Linked DNA regions of Mus musculus: all the other regions are linked to region 2. The links are chromatin contacts, called in public HiChIP or PLAC-seq maps. All regions are on one chromosome and are shown on one strand. Each heading gives the region's core, a stretch centred on a gene start, on an enhancer-like site or on the middle of the called end of the contact. The rest is flanking DNA. Distances are from core to core; before and after follow the strand shown. Region 1 holds the start of Gypa (glycophorin A). Region 2 holds the start of Smarca5 (SWI/SNF related, matrix associated, actin dependent regulator of chromatin, subfamily a, member 5). Region 3 has its middle 25 kb from the start of Gm31223.

Region 1 (3,519 bases), core at 487-2,986, 250 kb after region 2:
GTTCTGCTGATCACAGCTCTAGTCGGGTGGACTGAAATACAAAGGCAGCCAGGGACCTCACATGATACAGAGACATCATGGTGTACTACTATGGCTAGTCATGGCTACCATAGCGAGCACCTATTTTAATGGTACTTAGCTCAGCCCTTATGCGGTTATTACGAGATCAGTATCAGCATTGCCTGCATTTTATAGATGAGGCCAAGATAGGGCCAATGATTTGCCTCAGGTATACCAGACTTAGATTTGAATTCACTTCTGTTTCTTGTGCCCGTGTTCCTTTTTTTTTTTTTTAGCAATCTCTTTTTTTCTTCTTCTTTTTTTAATTAGGTATTTTCCTCGTTTACATTTTCAATGCTATCCCAAAGGTCCCCCATACCCACCCCCCCAATCCCCTACCCACCCACTCCCCCTTTTTGGCCCTGGCGTTCCCCTGTACTGGGGCATATAAAGTTTGCAAGTCCAATGGGCCTCTCTTTGCAGTGATGGCCGACTAGGCCATCTTTTGATACATATGCAGCTAAAGACAAGAGCTCCCGGGTACTGGTTAGTTCATATTGTTGTTCCACCTATAGGGTTGCAGTTCCCTTTAGCTCCTTGGGTAATTTCTCTAGCTCCTCCACTGGGGGCCGTGTGACCCATCCAATAGCTGACTGTGATCATCCACTTCTGTGTTTACTAGGCCCCACATTGTGCCCGTGTTCCTAACGCTTGCCTCATACCCTCTGCCAGGGAGACTGAATCTCACCCAGTGTCCTACAGAGAGCTCAGCACTTCTCTGCTGTCCACCCTGACTCAGGCCGTAGCTGTGCCATGGATGAAATATGCTCCCCCCCCCCTCGCCTGGGCTATGTGTTTCTAACACAGAGTCACTCACTGTGTTTGAGAGAACATGGCTTAAAATATCCTCAGGAGGCCAAAAGTAAGGCTACTTTAAAATATTTTATTTTATATTATATTATATTTATTTTATTTTATATTATATTTATTTTATTATATCAATTTATCTTAATAATTTTTAAAATTTAAATTTCGATTAAAATTTTAAAAATATTAAATTAAAATTTTAATTATTTTAATAAATTAAATTATTTTAATAAATTAAATTAAATTATATTAATTTATTTTAAAAACATATTACTTTGGATTCAGCCCAGCCATAGAGCAATTAGAAAGGTTTTTGTGGTTATTGTTGTTTTTGTTGTTGTTTTCTTAGTAACAGTAGTAACAGTTCCACAAAGAGAAACCCCTCAGTTTCATGCTGACAGCTTGTCTCCTCTCAGCAGGAGAAACTGGTTATACTAGTTTTGAAAAAGAAAGGGCATAAGTCTACCCTAACCTTCACCAGTTAACCTTAGCTTAGAAATAAGTCTCTTCATAGCCCCAAGCGAAGTAACATGGTTATTTATGTAACGATATTACTTACACTTGATACAAGTTTACTGCTATCTAGGGTTAGAATCAAAGGCATTTCTTAGACTGGGGAACTGCTATTCAGGCACAAATGGTTGTGGGCTGCAGTGTGCCACTCCTGTCCCTAGCTGAATCCTATTTAAACACACCCTCCAGACTGAAACTGAATGTACTACTCAGTCATTGGTTCAGTTAAGTAAGAAAACCAGCATTGGGGCAATTCATAGTTTAAATAAGTCATCGAGAATAAAATATCATCAAGCTGAAAATATTCACTCACCTGATGTTGTCACAGCAGCTGTGCTCTCGGTCATACTGGGAGTGTCTGTCAGCCTTAGGAAGGCCTTGCCTACCTCCTGGTATCTCTCAGGCCCACCTTCCCGGGGCCTCTATCCGTTGACACACATTGGCTAGCATTTAAATGATGCAACATTATTTAGTGTCTGTTAATAAAGATAACTAGAGGTCTGCATAACTGCGAGGACCAGAGTGGAATTAAAATCTTTGTTCCAAAGAATTGCCTGCTGTGTTAAATTTACTTCATGTAAACGAAGTGAGCACCACAAGGCAGCACCAAGGACCACTCAACTGGACATAGAGACTGCAGAGGTCAGGGCAGGCGCTGGACTTGGAGAGTAGGAGTGTTTCTAATGCGGGGGTCCCTATGATCCCTTAAGAAAGTGGCTTCTTGTGTACGAACTGCATGCATTGAAAACTTTACACAATGTTTGCGAACTCTGAGGTTTGAAAGGCTGTCAAGCTCGTGACAGCTCAAAGAGTAATGAAAGAAACGTGAGTCGGGAGAAATCTTCCAGGAAAGTGGAATTCGAACTGAACTGCAGTGTCCGTGTGGCTATAAAAGCAGTTACGTGCTTTACAATGCTTTAAAATGCTCTGTTGCTCAGTGACCGTGAGGCAATCCCCAAATAACAAAAGTAAACGCTAGAAAACAAGACCAGGCAAACCCCAGTCACCCTGAAAGCATAAAGGGAGTGTGTGTAGCGCTGAGCAGAAGCAGGAAGCCCGACCACAGCGGAGACAAACTCCAGGCAGATACCGGCTTGGGCTCAGGACATAGGAGAAGAGTAGCTTTGATTCGAAAGTCTTTGGAAATCAGCCCTTATTAAGCTGCGGAGCGGGAGCTGACCACCAGCTAATAGAGAATTGCGGTTCTTTCTGGTGTCCTTGATGCGTCCTCCCCTCCCCCCCCGCCCCCGAATTTAAAGAAATGCAAAAGCTGGTGGCTTCTCAGGTTGAAAATTCGAGTGTGTGGAAATGGAGACACGTGGCGACCTCTAGTGGCTGTTCTGCATAATAGAAACGAAATGTGGAAACAAAACAAAACAAGAAAACACAACTGGAGAAAACATCAAGTCTTTCCCTTCCTCTTCGTTGTCCAGGAGTATCATCAGGTCGTATCTATGACTTACATCCCACAAATGTGTCAGGCAAGCACAACTGTGTTTTGAGAATTTTGAGCCAGCGTCTGAAGATTAAACAATTGTGTTTGAGACATGCAATCTGACAGAGATCTCATCAGGTTGGTTCTGTATGTGCTTGGCTACTTTTCTCTAAGTAGTATTGGGCCAGTCACTGCAGCGCCATGCAGAAACACAAGCTACGATGTTGGAGAGGAGGAAAATAGTTTGGATCCTTGAGCTCTGTCCGACGTCTATCGTCCTTGTTTTAGCCGTTCATTTCTGCCTACGAGTATCTGCCAGCTACCTCTGCTTCAGATGATTGCTACAGGTGATTCCTGCCGATCTCAACAGGAGGGCGAGACTTTTATGGTTTTTTTTTTCCCACGGGAGTTCGCACCTTGTCTCTGTGTTCCTATAGAATGTTCAAACTACTTCCTGTTTTATTTTCTTCATCCAAATGCTTTTTTAAACTTAAGGAAACGCAAGATTATACACATATGACACTCAAAATGACCCACTTGGGGAGGAAGGGGGCAGACGCAAGAGCCAAGGAGTGGACAAGTTTGCAACATAGCCCATGCTTATTCCCATAGGAAGCTGTGAGATTTCTTTAAGGATGAATTTATTCATCATTGATCAAAAGGAGGTATACTTCAATTAAAAAACAGGGTATTAAATGGAAAAA
Region 2 (3,596 bases), core at 394-2,893:
TTGTTTTTTCGAGACAGAGTTTCTCTGTATAGCCCTGGCTGTCCTGGAACTCTCTGCAGACCAGGCTGGCCTCGAACTCAGAAATCCGCCTGCCTCTGCCTCCCGAGTGCTGGGATTAAAGGCATGCACCACCACCACGTGGCTTTATACTACTTTTTAAAAAAAGATTTTATTTTGCTGGGTGGTGGTGGTGGCACAGTGTACACCTTTAATTCCAGCCTGGTCTAAACAGTGAGTTCCAGGACAGCCAGGGCTATAGAGAATAACCCAGTCTCACTCCCCGCCGGCAAAATATTTTTAATTATGCATATATGTGAGGGGGTTGAATCCCCTGGAACTAGACTTAACAGTTATGAGCTGACATACGGGTGCTGGGAATTGAACCAGTGCTCTTAACCTTTGAACCATCTCTTCCAGCTCCTTATATCTATTAGTTTTTGGAGACACTTTTAGTGTCTTTTAGTCTAGGCTGGCCTAGTAGCCAAGGATGACCGTGCCTACACTTCTCTAAGTGCTGGGATTTGGGGTACGAGTCACGGCATCCAGATTAAATAGTGCTAGGACTCAAGCCCAGGATTTCATGTATGCTCCCCAACAACTCACCAAATGAGCTACAGTATGTTAAACGAGAGCGTTTTCAGGTTCTCCATTTTAGTTAACGATTATTCGACTGGTTAAAACATTTGAAATTATATATGAATATTATCTATTCCAAGAAGTTTGAAAGTAACTCTGGAAAAGACTTTTTATTCAACATAGGTGGGGACTAAATAATGGGATTAATTAAGATAAAGATCTTTTGTGCCTGGGAGTAGGTGGGGGATGAATGGAACAGTGTTTATATTCCGTAGGATTCAGTAGCCTCCATGACAGCCTAAGGCAGGATAAAGAAGCAACACGAATAACGAACACTTGTTTCCTCGGTGTAGCCCTGGCTGTCCTGGAACTCGCTCTGTAGACCAGGCTGGCCTCAACTCAAGAGATCCGCCTGTCTCTGCCTCTGTAGTGCTGGGATTAAAGGTGTGCGCCACCACGCCTGGTAAACACTTCTTGAGACAAATGTGTATTTGTTTCATGCGAAAACTCGCCATCATTTGTCTGCCTTTATCTGCTGCCATTCTAACAGGGCAGCGCGTCTTCTGTCTTAACTTGAACTTGACAAACGCCGAACTCTCTAAACGAAGCCGACTGACGGAGCGAACACGCAGACTTTTTAATTCTGAGGTGATTTTTCTTCTCAGGCGTCCAACGTCACTTAACGTCACGCCCGTGAGCGAAGGCGGCAGGACGACGAAGGCCAGCCCAGGCCTTTGCTCCTTGCCTAACAGTCGCGCCGTTCCCAAGAGGGAGCCCTAGCGCGGCGGAAGACAGCGAGCCGAGCCGTTACGGGAGCGCCGAAGACCCAGCTCGCGTCACTCGGAGGAGCGGAGGCGCAAAGCACCGCCGACGCGCTTCCTCGAGGCCCCGCCCACTCGGCTCCACAGCCCGCTAGAGGCCTGGAGGAGGCGGGGCCAAGGAGGAGCATGCGCACGCGCCCTCGCGAGCCGGCCTTCTAAGGGGGAACGAGCGATCTCGCGAGGGTTGAGAGCGGGTGGCGTAGGTAGCTGTCCTGGTTGGCTGGAGAAGAGAATCCACTCCCGGAGAGGAGAAGGCGCCGGGAGGCCTCTGAGAACCTTCCGTTTTCCTTTCCCTTTCCCTCGGCCCTCCGCCTCCTCAGAGTCAGCCCGCCTTCCCTGACCTCCGTGACCCCGCTGGCCCCGCCCACTCCCGTCGACGTGATTCCCGCCGTGAGGTAAACGCCTGTGGAGCAGAGTCCCGCGGAAGAGGACGGCGAGGCGAGCGGCGCGGCTGGGCCGGCTCGGGTCGGTGGCGGAGCCCTCGCGCGTGAGAGCTTCCGGGCAGGTCTCACTCCTCCGGCGGCCCGGACGCCCGTGTCGCGCAGGCCCAAGCCGCTTCCCTCGGCGCCGCGCCTGCCCGTGGCCGCGGCGGGTGACGCAGCCGGAACATGTCGTCCGCGGTGGAGCCTCCGCCGCCCCCGCCTCCCGAGAGCGCGCCTTCCAAGCCCTCGGCGGCGGGCGCCGGCGGGAGCAGCAGCGGCAACAAAGGCGGCCCCGAGGGCGGCGCGGCGCCCGCGGCTCCGTGTGCTGCGGGCTCGGGCCCCGCGGACACCGAGATGGAGGTGAGCGCGGCCGTGCGCGGGGAGGGAGGGAGGTGGATGCTCGGCCGGCGCGTCTCCTGCTCTTCACCTTTACCTTTTCCCCTCGGTGTAGCTAGCCTAGCCCGACCGCGGATCGCTCTTACGAAACACATGTTCCTGATTACTGGGGCCGAGGGGACCCGTTTCCTCCATTGCCAGGCTCCCCCAGAACTCGCTCAATTTCTCCCGATTTAGGTTTTAGTTTGCACTAAACTTTGAGGAAGGCGAGGGAGATGCCCCTCCGGAGTGGGATTCCCGGGGCGAGGGGCGACGTTTCCCAGCGTCGCAGCTGGGGACTTGCGCCTCCAGTGCCTCATCCCCGTGCTGGCGGGGGCGGCATCTGTCTGTTCTGGGCAGAGACAATGGCGAGAGCTGGAGGGCCGAGTGCGCAGTGGGGATAAGCGGGGCGCAGCTGCTTGTGTGCAACGAGGGGAAGCCCCTCCCGGGCCCTGCTCCACCGGGAGGGGAACGAGCGTGACAGCCGCAGCACCTGTCCTGGATCCCCATCCAATTACGGGTGTATGCATGGAGAACTGAATGAATGGGAGCCTCGGGGAAGGATGATGGGCTTCTAGCTCTGCGCATTGCTTCCTTTTGAAGCCATTCGGAGGATTCGCTGTTGAACCACCTTCTTGGGGCTCCAGTGGGCCAGATGATGGTGACAATACTGGAGGAAGCGGGGAGAGAGTGGAAAATGGGGGAGCTGCCAGGCAGGTCTCTTTGGACATGCTCCCAGGCATTGAGTTGCCTGGGAACAAAGTTACTGCTTCCAATTTTTATTCTTGGCCTTGGCCTTGTTTTGAGGTATTCTGTAGTTCCAGTCTGAAGGAAGACTCCTGGGAGTTTTAATCCTCAGATTGGAAGCAATACTATAAAAGTGAACTTTAGTGCAGGATTTACACTATAAGGAAATGATGGTGCAGTCTGCATTACTTTTATGAGGCAGCTTGGGTGAAATAACGTTAATCTTTGAAACAACTTTTAGTGGGGAAGGTAGGTGTTAGTGTAATGCACCAATTTGAAGTGAATGCAGTTTCAATTTAAAAATGTACTTGATGCCCCCCCCCCCCTTTAAGGTTTTAAGTGGCCTTTTGAGTTTTTAGTGCTGTTTTACTTGGATTCTTAGATTTCTATTCCATGAAATAAAAGAATCTGGACACCAGTGACACTGGTGGCTTAGGCCTTTTAATCCCAGCACTTGGGAGGCAGAGGCAGACAGATTTCGGAGTTCCGAGTCCAGCCTGGTCTACAGATCGAGTTCCAGGACAGCCAAGGCTACACAGAGAAGCCCTGTCTCGAAAAAACAAAACAAACAAGCAGTAACTGACATAAACAGAAAAGAAAATGCGTGAAGAATAAGATTGAGAAAAAAATAGAAACTGTTGATATTCCTATACTG
Region 3 (3,976 bases), core at 146-2,645, 180 kb before region 2:
ATGAAGATTTTAAGTCTCAGAGGTTAAGCAACTTGCCTCAGGACATACAGGGAGTTGCTGCCAGGGCTCGGGCTCCTCGCTCTCACTTACCCCGAGTAAGACACTCCCCTCCCAGGAAAGCAAAGAGCAGCCCAGATGATGGGAACCTTCCCTTTCAAAGCCTTAAGTAACCAGTGAGGTATCTGGGCCCAGCTAAGCTGCCTGTACTTGATCAGCTACCTTCCGAAGGCTGCACTGTATTCTTACCCTCGTGTCTAGTAGCTTTCAGGGCCCAGGAATGCTGTTGTGTGCACACTCATGCACATGTATTGTGTCTACTCGAAGCACACACACACACATGTTAGAGAAAGAAAGAAAGAAAGAAAGAAAGAAAGAAAGAAAGAAAGAAAGAAAGAAAGAAAGAAAGAAAGAAAGAAGGGAGGGAGGGAGGGAGGGAGGGAGGGAGGGAGGGAGGGAGGGAGGGAGGGAGGGAGGGAGGGAGGGAGGAAGGAAGGAAGGAAGGAAGGAAGGAAGGAAGGAAGGAAGGAAGGAAGGAAGGAAGGAAGGAAGGAAGGAAGGAAGGAAGGAAGGAAGGAAAAGAAAGGGGTAGGCATAATGATCCACACACGTAATCTCAGCCCCAAAGGAGTAGGTTCCTAGGGCTTATAACAAGCCAATCTACCCAAGGCAGCAAGGTCCAGGCCCATCAGAGAGCCTCTCTCAAGAAACCAGGGTGAATGACTGCGAGGGTGGTCCACTGGGCTTCACACACGTGTATATATGTGCACCTATATGAGTACACACACACACACACACACACACACATCAATAACAACAACAACACTAATAACGGTAAACCCTGATTTCATTAGTTCTGATTCAGAAAATAGAAACTGTTATTCCTATTTTGTTCCCTATTAAGTTGAGAAAGCTACAAGTAAGCAGCTTGTTCAAGGTTACTGACCTGGTAAATGATAGAACCTGAATTCCAACCACAGGCATTCTCTCTAGTTAGCCTTCAGTCTTCCTTCTATATGGATATCTATAGTGAAGGTCGGTTGTTATACATGTTTCTTTATAAATATTAGATGTAGGTTGGAAAGACGCAGCCAGAGAAGTCTGCACATATATGATGGTGCAGAAACCTTTACCTCTGTGCCTCACGCTCAAACTGTCCCACTTCATGCGTTAGTGCACCTCATGTGTTAGTCCCACCGCTGGGACAAAATACTCGAGTCGAGGTAAACACCTTAAGAGAGGAGAGGCGCGTTTGTCTCACAGTCTCCGAAGGTTCAGTTCATGCTCAGCTCCATCTACTGCCTACAAAGAGAAGGGCAACAAGCTCCCAGGCATGCCACACTTCTACCCAAGGCCAGAACAGCTGGTGGAGACCCCATTCCCAGAGCCCTGCTAGCATCCTCCTGGGGATTCTAAAGCTCCAGGGACTCTTTCAATAGACAGGCGACTTCAGGCTCATCTCTCAGTCACACAGAAACAAAAACAAGTTTCATTTCCTTCCTGCAGATGTTCCAAGAAATAGGGGACAATATCATTCAGAGCCACTCCCCTCCCACCCACCCCCACACCCTGGTGTCTCTAGTGGTGCTATTTATTTCGTCTGTTTGTTTTGAAATAGCCTTATGTATCCCCGCCTGCCTTAGAACTTAACCTTATGACTAGCAATGATCTTGAACTTTTGATCCTTCCTTCTCTGCCTCCTGAGGCTGGAATGCCAGGTGTATACCACCCCATGCAGCTGACCTCCAATAGGACGTTAAACTCAGAGCTTTGCACAAGCTCGGCACATGCTCTACTGAAGCTACATCTCACCCTGTACTCTCCGTTTTGATGACCTAATTATTGACATAACTTTCAGTGGAGAAGTAGGGTCAGACTGAGATATGCCCCTCACAAAGTTTGCTATATACTTTGCAAAACTATTTAGCAGAAAATTAAAGAATTCACTATAAAATAGTATGGAGACTCTTTACCTTCCCAGAGAACCATGCACAGAAGTGATCAACACACACAAGAGCCATTCTCCTTTATCTTTTTCTTGAGACTCATGGTTTTGGTTTGGTTCGGTTTGGCTTGGTTTTCGGTTTTGTTTTTTTGTTTTTCGAGACAGGGTTTCTCTGTATAGCCCTGAATGTCCTGGAACTCACTTTGTAGACCAGGCTGGCCTTGAACTCAGAAATCCGACTGCCTCTGCCTCCCAAGTGTTGGGACTAAAGGCGTGTGCCACCACTGCCCAGCAAGACTTAAGGGTTTTGAAAGTGCTTTTAACCATACAACTAAAGGTTAATTCTGTAGTACGTTTGATGTTTGAGCTTTTTTTTTTCATTTTAATCTCAAGTGACATACAACTAAGAAACATATACAAACCATGACTGCTGCATAGTAATACATAACGTTTTAGAGATTGGGACACAGAATATTTTTAGCTTGGAACCTTTTGGGGGAAATACCCGCAATGTGATGAATTTCTTGCTCCAAGATGCCCCGATTAATGAACAGAAACTGCCTGAAGAGACCGGGAACCACATCATGTCTGGCAAGACCCAGGCAGGGTTCTTTGGAAAGACCAAAGAAATTTGCCAAGCCCAAAGAAGCCAGGCCTCTTCTACTGACAGCTGGTCCAGTTCCCGGGAAACGCCTTGGGCTTGGGACAGCTCTGGAAAGGCTGCGCTCTAGTTGGCAGCATACCAAAGGCCATTTCTTCTCATGCAGCTCTAAGATCCCCTGAGAGATGCAGTCAGCTCCAGAGCTGGGTTGGGGGAAGGGAGGGAGGAGGTGGGGAGTGTGGGAGGGCGGGTGATGAGGCTCAGTAGAGGATCCTATCACTAATGCCCTTCCCCCATGCCCCATTCTTCAATGTGAGCCTGTTATTCCAGAATTCAAAGATGTGAATTATGTGAAAGAAACAGAAGATTTGCTGAAAGTATTCTTAGTTTGTTGAAACTACAGTATTGTAAACAGCAAGACAACTATGGCTTGACACTGTCATCTGGACAGGACAATACTGTCACACCCGTTAACTCTAATCTATATGGATGCCTTCACAAGACCACTCTAGTCAAATGGGTGAAGAGAAAGTTCACAAGTCCCCACACCTAGATGAAGAACTACAGGTAGTTAATGGCTGCTAAAGGAGAAAAAATCTGTTTTCCCAGGGACCATTCCTTAGTGGCCATTCCTAAATGCAAGCACATATAGTAACACTAATTGGAGTCAATACAATGGTGTGTGTGTGTGTGTGTGTGTGTGTGTGTGTGTGTGTGTGTGTGTGTGTGTGTGTACAATAATTATAGAAGTCATGAGTTTGAAAGAAAATGATGGGGACACAGGAGGAGTTGAAAGGGGAAGAGAGGGATGGAAATGCAAATACAGTAGTATACTCTTGTATAAAAGTCTCAAATAAATTTAAAAACAAAACACAGAAAACTACATTATTGGGTTTATTAGAGGTGGGGTCAGGGCTTGTTTTGGGAACTGGATCTTACGTAGCCCAAACTAGCCTCGTGTGAGGAGCGCAAACGCTATGTGCTCAGAGGGAAACACTGACCGTCTGATCCTCTGCAAGTGCTGGCTTTAGTGTTCCTCACTGTGATCAGGTTTTGCAGTGCTGTGAGATCAGACCCCTGGTGCCATGCATGTTAGCAAATGCTCTACCAACTGTGACACGTCCCTGGTCCCCGGCCTGTTGTATTTTGTGCTCACATTCTCTCTGCCAGACCCGACTTATTGCTTCCTCTATAACAGGGCGGTATGTGTGTGTGTGTGTGGGGGGGTACCTTGGGAAGCTAAGCCACGTACCCAGCATCACAAAACCCCAGCACCGGGTGAGAGCCTGTTCCAAATAAGCAACTTCACCAGATCTCTCCATGTACAGAAAGGCAGCAAATTCAAATCAGCTCTACCCTTTCCAGCTTATTGAAGCCCTCCAAATTCTGAGCAAGCAAGAAGTAGTTTGCAAGGTTTTTGTAATAACAAAGAG

The links. HiChIP or PLAC-seq counts read pairs in DNA pulled down with a chosen protein or histone mark.
Region 1: a contact with region 2 is called in an H3K4me3 HiChIP or PLAC-seq map of fetal liver, with 4 times the contacts expected there. The contact joins the promoter of Gypa here to the promoter of Smarca5 in region 2. A contact is called at or near these places in 10 of 39 promoter capture datasets (the 3T3-L1 cell line, the HPC-7 cell line, HPC-7-derived erythroid cells and 7 more), 1 of 484 Hi-C or Micro-C datasets (embryonic stem cells), 15 of 115 datasets of contacts at active chromatin or transcription factors (astrocytes, cardiomyocytes, embryonic basal ganglia and 11 more) and 2 of 9 other capture datasets (adipose tissue and pancreatic islet).
Region 3: an H3K4me3 HiChIP or PLAC-seq map of the 230-238 cell line shows a contact between it and region 2, with 13 read pairs. The contact joins the enhancer-like site here to the promoter of Smarca5 in region 2. A contact is called at or near these places in 8 of 39 promoter capture datasets (the C10 cell line, the HPC-7 cell line, cranial neural crest and 4 more), 3 of 15 datasets of contacts at CTCF or cohesin (the NIH/3T3 cell line, large pre-B cells and pro-B cells), 7 of 115 datasets of contacts at active chromatin or transcription factors (the 230-238 cell line, bone marrow-derived macrophages, embryonic basal ganglia and 3 more) and 1 of 9 other capture datasets (adipose tissue).

Annotation. Positions count from the first base shown.
Region 1 is chr8:80,492,262-80,495,780 of GRCm38.p6, reverse strand. It overlaps Gypa (glycophorin A), which reads right to left and starts at 1,736. Exons shown (of 8, transcript NM_010369.3): 1 at 1,694-1,736. The coding sequence starts at 1,727. RefSeq lists a cis regulatory region at 1,832-2,014.
Region 2 is chr8:80,737,506-80,741,101 of GRCm38.p6, reverse strand. Smarca5 (SWI/SNF related, matrix associated, actin dependent regulator of chromatin, subfamily a, member 5) reads left to right here and starts at 1,643. Exons shown (of 24, transcript NM_053124.2): 1 at 1,643-2,179. The coding sequence starts at 2,006.
Region 3 is chr8:80,921,535-80,925,510 of GRCm38.p6, reverse strand. No RefSeq gene overlaps it. Among named protein-coding and RNA genes, the nearest start is that of Gm31223, 25 kb to the left of the region's middle. Within about 2 kb of position 1,395, at least 12 of the 459 cell types and tissues checked have an H3K27ac peak or open chromatin away from gene starts, as enhancers often do. A contact at or near this core is called in the 230-238 cell line and pro-B cells, where this site is marked.